Linked DNA regions of Mus musculus: region 1 is linked to region 2. A link is a contact called in public HiChIP or PLAC-seq data. All regions are on one chromosome and are shown on one strand. Each heading gives the region's core, a stretch centred on a gene start, on an enhancer-like site or on the middle of the called end of the contact. The rest is flanking DNA. Distances are from core to core; before and after follow the strand shown. Region 1 holds the start of Tmprss11f (transmembrane protease, serine 11f). Region 2 holds the start of Cenpc1 (centromere protein C1).

What was found. HiChIP or PLAC-seq counts read pairs in DNA pulled down with a chosen protein or histone mark.
Region 1: a contact with region 2 is called in a CTCF HiChIP or PLAC-seq map of the NIH/3T3 cell line, with 5 read pairs. The contact joins the promoter of Tmprss11f here to the promoter of Cenpc1 in region 2. A contact is called at or near these places in 1 of 39 promoter capture datasets (the 3T3-L1 cell line) and 1 of 15 datasets of contacts at CTCF or cohesin (the NIH/3T3 cell line).

The regions. Positions count from the first base shown.
Region 1 is chr5:86,631,079-86,633,891 of GRCm38.p6, forward strand. Tmprss11f (transmembrane protease, serine 11f) reads right to left here and starts at 1,346. Exons shown (of 11, transcript NM_178730.3): 1 at 1,246-1,346.
Region 2 is chr5:86,064,118-86,067,304 of GRCm38.p6, forward strand. Cenpc1 (centromere protein C1) reads right to left here and starts at 1,466. Exons shown (of 19, transcript NM_007683.4): 1 at 1,211-1,466. The coding sequence starts at 1,228.

The sequences.
Region 1 (2,813 bases), core at 96-2,595, 570 kb after region 2:
TGATGTTAAGACATGTTTATACTATTGAAATTCATTGAATTATTTGCTATATTAGGAATCAACAACATTTACTACATTAGGAATTTAAACAAGAAAGTTACAGTACCAATTAATTTGTTCAAGGTCATGCTACAAAATAACTTAAAGTATCTCTTTCATTTTTTAAAATTAAGTTTTCCCAAAACTAATGGATTTCATTTTCAAACTAATAGGGCATGCTTCAGTTCTCCCTAAACTTTGAAAGGTATTCATTTCTTAACAGTTATTAATAGAATAAATTGTGGTGCCTTATTGTGTTATACTAAAACTCACTGGTTCTGCATACATGGTTGGTTCTTGTATTGTGCCTGATTTTATAATATTCACATAGGCATGCAAGCTGTTCTAAATAGTGACATATTTCATTATATAAAATCTATTATAACATCACAACCAAATTCATTCTGTAAAATTCTAAGTCGAGGAACAGTCAAGCTTACAAGCTTTAAATTTTCTTATTTTTACTTCAGAGTTCAAGTCTTATTGCTCATCAAAGTGAGAAACTCACTTACCTGACTTCTAACAAATTGTCTTATATAAATGTAAGTCTGAATATCTGCACCTCATCAATATTTTTTGCATACTCATTGTACTTTAGGATATTCTTTAGTATATCCCCACATGCTTCTCATTTTGTCACCCAGGCCATTCGTCAATATCTAAACCCATGGTCAATATTAATAAATTCAAACCTGTACTGCTTTGTGAGTAGCAGTCAGTCCTCCAGGAAGCTGGTTTTGATTTTTGTTTGTATATTTGTTTAATGTCCCTGTTCTGATTCTGACACAGTAAAATTGTTTTTATTAATTGCTGGTTTTGCAAATACAGTAAAAGTAGAGACTGGAATTTTTGTTTCTGTAAAATAGTTTCAACTTCAGCAACCCATGAAGAGTCTCAGGGCTCCTCAGAGGCATATGGGACAAGTTTGAGAAGCAGTGAATGAAACAGTTCATATACGATAATACAAATGTTTCCAGATATTTCTTAATTTACTGAAAGTAAATTTGTTAACAATAAATTAAAGCATAAAATTATTCATTAATATTTGAGCAGAAAAATTTTTCACCAACATTTTTAAACTAATCCTAAGAGTTTCTAAAATCACAGCCCTAAGAAACTAACACGAAGCGTAAGAGAGAAAACACAAGCGAATTTTAGCGCATGCACTAATCCCTGTACCATTTGCCATACCTTTTGGTTTATTACCTTGAAATTGTTCCTTCCTCACATAGCATGTGCTTCTTCAGTTTGCAGTTGTTGAAAATGACACTGGAATCTTTTTTCTGAGATCCAAAACAGACAAAGACATACACACACCCTTCTGTTCTTAGACTTAACCCTTTACCTCTGACTCAGCCATGGATTACGAGTCAATCAAAAGGGCTCTTGCCTGGAAGCCAAGTCACGTCATCTTTCCTTAGCCAATCATAAGTTCAGGCTACAATCAACTGCTGCTCAATTGAGACATTCATCTACCAGCCTGTAAGTACCACTGTCATTATTTATGGCTCTTTGCCAGATGGCTCCAGAATAGCAAATAACCCGTCAGGTTTTACAACTTTCAAAATATAGATAGGAAACACTGGACTCGTTTTATGTGTGCGTTATGTAATTTGTTCAGTCCCTAAGCTCATCAAAAGCAAAAACTGATCAAAGATGGAGTATCAATATTTCTGGAAATACTCCAAAACAGCGTCAGCAAGAAGTCTTCCTCAGAAGTAACACCTTGATTTGGCTACATTTTATTGTCTATCATTTTCTTTAATTGTAAGAATTAAATACATTTATACAATGAAAAATGATCAACCCCCCCCCCATCTTCCTTAATTCCCTTCATATCATCTCACTATGGCCCCTCCCTAACCACTTCTTATTTATTCTTTAACAACTCACTAAGTTCAATTAGTGCTGTCCATGCATGAATAGGAATGGAGCCATCCACTGGGCCATAGAAAATCTACCAACAGCCATACTTTTGCTTTTAGACATCTGTGTATAGCAATGAGCAATAAATTTCTTTGCTTTGTGAATAATTCAGTCCGTGACACAAAACAAACGACTATGGGAACCAACCATCTAAAAACCTGAGTGGTTATTTGCTTGACATAAATTAAAGTGTTAGATACATCTTCAGTATTTGATCCTGCATCTAATTCAAAGGGACAATGAACAAATATCCCAAGAGAAAAATTATAAGTAGACCTTGGCTTTAAAGTGTTGATAATTATCAATGAAGATAATCTTAAGCTATGGTCTACTATGTTATCACTGTAGCTTTTGTGGTGGTGATTTAACTAGTACTTGGCAGATGAAAGAGATGAGTCATGAAACACCTTAAAATTTTCATTATGACCCAACATTTCGAAGACCTTTCCTGATCCTCCACCTCTGTCCACCTAGGAAATCCTTCGAATTCTTTGAGTTTGTCGTTCATGTCTCTTCTTTGTCACATTTATTCTAATCCACTTCCTTTGTTTAAAATGTTATCTGTTCATGACTGTCAAATGATGTTTTCATTCCTGACATCTTCCTGAGCTCTAGGCTTGTACATAGAAATCTCACTCAACATTTTCACTTATGTTTCAAATTGCCCCTTAAACCTCCTGTCACTAATGTAATAAGTAATTGTCTTCTCTACCAATTTCACGACTACTTCTCCATCACCTTAGCCAGTCTCAGTAAGTTTCATTTTCCTTACCCATTGGTTGTGAGAAGAGTGTGGAGAATCCTTAGCCACTCCATAACAATTGTTCTTGGGTCTGAGAGAAGACAGC
Region 2 (3,187 bases), core at 216-2,715:
TGTATGGATCCATGTGTTCTCTTTTAGTATTATTTTATTATAAGTGCCTTTAAAGATTGAATTCTGACATAACTAAGCCTTCGCCAGTGTTCCGACATCCCAAAAAATCCTTGAAGCCGACAAACTTGGAATTCAGTAAGAAGGTTATCTATTCAGTAACATTCAAATTTACTTCTAATTCACACTGGCCTAGGGAATAGGTGGGTTTACCATGAAAGAGTTAGGGAATCCCCGAGACAGGTTTCTTCACTAGGTCCAAAAGAAACAACATAATCAGGCATTTACTAAGAACCCCTAGTGGTGGGCTTAACAATAAATAGACTAGCATTACACCAGGCTCCCTTCTTAGTGGCAGTGGCCTGGTCCCTGCCTTCTTTTGATGTATACATTCCTTATGTTTTGTGTCACTGTAACTCGGTGGATGTATCTCGCCTTGGTTCTTGTTATTCTTCTGTATAAAAAGTTCGATGCTCGACTAAACTGTCTTTTCATACATGTTAAGCATGCATAAACACACACACAACTACATGATAGAAACCATCAACGAAGGTTTTCTTTCAAAGATAAATTGAACTGCTGAGTTAGGGAGGAAATAGGGCATAGTAATCATACAAAACTTGGAATGAATATCAAGTGTGTCAAGAGACATAAAGTGGCAAGTCGTGGCCCACATCAAACATTCAAAGCTGGCACCTTTTAAAATATGATTGCCTTGTATAAAGCTTTATCATTAACAGGTGTCCCATAAATATTAGACTCTTCACATAAAATAGTATTTCGAAATTAATACTCGAGGTTTTCCAGACCATCAAGACTGGCTTGTACAATAGTCATGAGTATTTGGAAGACTGAAAAACGGGAAAAGGCTGAAATGTAGAAATGAAGGAATCTCTTCCGGGGGGGGGGGGGGGGAGCAGGCACGGATGGATGAGCTTACGACGTGAACCAGTAACAGTCCAGTTACTTCCACTACCAGTACACCAGCACACCTGATTTGTTACCTGTGCAGCTTTTAAGCCACCCCAGACAAGCCCCACCCCACCCAGACAGGCGGGACTAGGCACCCGCTACCCGATCCCTCCGCACCCCTCACAAGCCTCCGCACCCCTCACAAGCCTCACCCCACCCCACCCCGACAAGCCGGATATGCACCCGGTCCAGCACAGGGCGAGCGACGCATCGCGCAGGCCCGATCCAGACCCGCACTTACCAGATGGAACGAGGCCATGGTTCCGGCCCACTAGGTCAAACGGAGGCCTGAGAGGGAAACCCAAGCCGGCCAGGGTTCCAGGAGGGTTAGAGTAAGATTGCGGACGGAGGCGTCCCCAGAGCTGCGCGACCCGCACTTAACACTCAGCCGTAAATAAACAGCAGCCACCAAGAAAAATAAATGAATAAAAGTCAAACGAGCCACGCCTGCGCACAAGCCTAGCTTAGCCGGCCGTTAATTGGCGTTTTTTAAAGACTCCGGCTCTTGTTCCCGCCCATTCGCCTGTTACTCACCTATCAACCCGCCTTTCTCAGTTCGCCCCGCCCTCCTGCCCAGCGCGCCTTGCTCTTCCGCCCGCGTCTCAACCTCCCACTCATCGCCCCGCCTCTCACCCGTCGCCACGCCTTTCACCAGTCGCCACGCCTCTCACCCTTCGCCACTCCCCTCGCCGGTCGCCACGCCTCTCACCCTTCGCCACTCCCCTCGCCGGTCGACTTGTCCGGGCTTTGTGTGGACTCTCCTGTTCTACTTTCTTCAGACAGTTTGTTGCGTCTATGACTGCTCGTATTTAGAAAGCAGGTGTTGAGCACCACCTGTGCTCCTTGAGATAAATGTATAATACATCCCAGCAGTTCTACTACGGATTAATAGGTAATACTTAAAAAGGATTACAGGTAGAAATTGCTGGCGTTTTGAGCAGAGTACACTACGCAGATTCGTCAGCTGCAACCCGCCCATCTATACAGTATCTCTGAAAATAGTAATGCTATTCTTTTTTCAAGTATTTAAAAATTATTTATGAAGCAAAGGCATAAATTATATATGCATATCAGTAGAACGAACATAATGTTTTTAAGAGAAAGTGACTGCTTCTGTCTTATGCGAAAATTAAGGTAATGACCCCAATTGGAAAACAAGGAAAATACACCGATGTGTATTTTGTCCTGTCCACGTGACTCTAGGTCGCAGCCTGTAGCTGCTCTATTTCCTTAGGAGACAGAATGCCATAAATACATACATACATACATACATACATACATACAGAAGGAAGGAAAGAAAAGAGAGAGAGTCTGCAGGGATGGAGCGATGGCTCAGTGGTCAAGAGCGCTTGCTGCACTTTTAAAGGAGCAAAGTTCGATTCCCAGCACCCACAAAGCAACTCAACCGTTTGTAGCTCCAGTTCCAGGGGATCTGACACCTATTCCGGCCTCAGCTAGCAAAAAGCACGCACGTGATGTCCTCGCAGGCAAGCAGACAAAACAATCATACCTATAAAGTGAATAAATCTCTTTTTAGTGTAGATTATTTTAGAATGATGGGGCTCCATATGAGCTGAATGTGCTCATGATTGCAGCGACGCTTGCCCGGCTCGCCAGTCAGATCCGCCAGAGGGCAGCAGAGGTGCTGCAAACTTACTTATTTATCATATTCTCCAATGGGAAGCTACAGAGTCCAGGCAAACTGTACAACAGCTACGACTCGATAAATCTCCAAGAGGAGTCAGCCGACCCTGGCGGCTGAAACGGAGACTTTCTCCTGCGTTGAAAATCATTTTGAGACGGTTGTCCTCGGTTGCAACACGACACTTTGTGGGAATTTTGAACAAGACCTGTGACCAAAATGAAAGGGCAAGATGCTTGAGTTGCTCAACATGCAGACGCTGTTTGCTGAAAAAGCAGTTGAGAGTGAATCGACTCTAGAGAATCACATCAAAACGTTCAGAGTAAACATGGGGGTTTTTGCTTTGGTGCCTTTGGAACCAACAAGCATCAGGAAGCTGTTGCTGTCCAGGAGAATAAACAAAGTTGGCAATGAGGGTTTGAGTCTCTCAGCTGCTCAAGACACAGAGAGACCAGCCCTAATACACAGGGTGTGACCTCTCAGGTAGGTGATGGCATCCAGGATGACTTGCAAGTTGATCGCCTTCCACCTTCCTTCGAATTGTGCTGATGCTGCCCAACCTGGAATAGTTGAAAA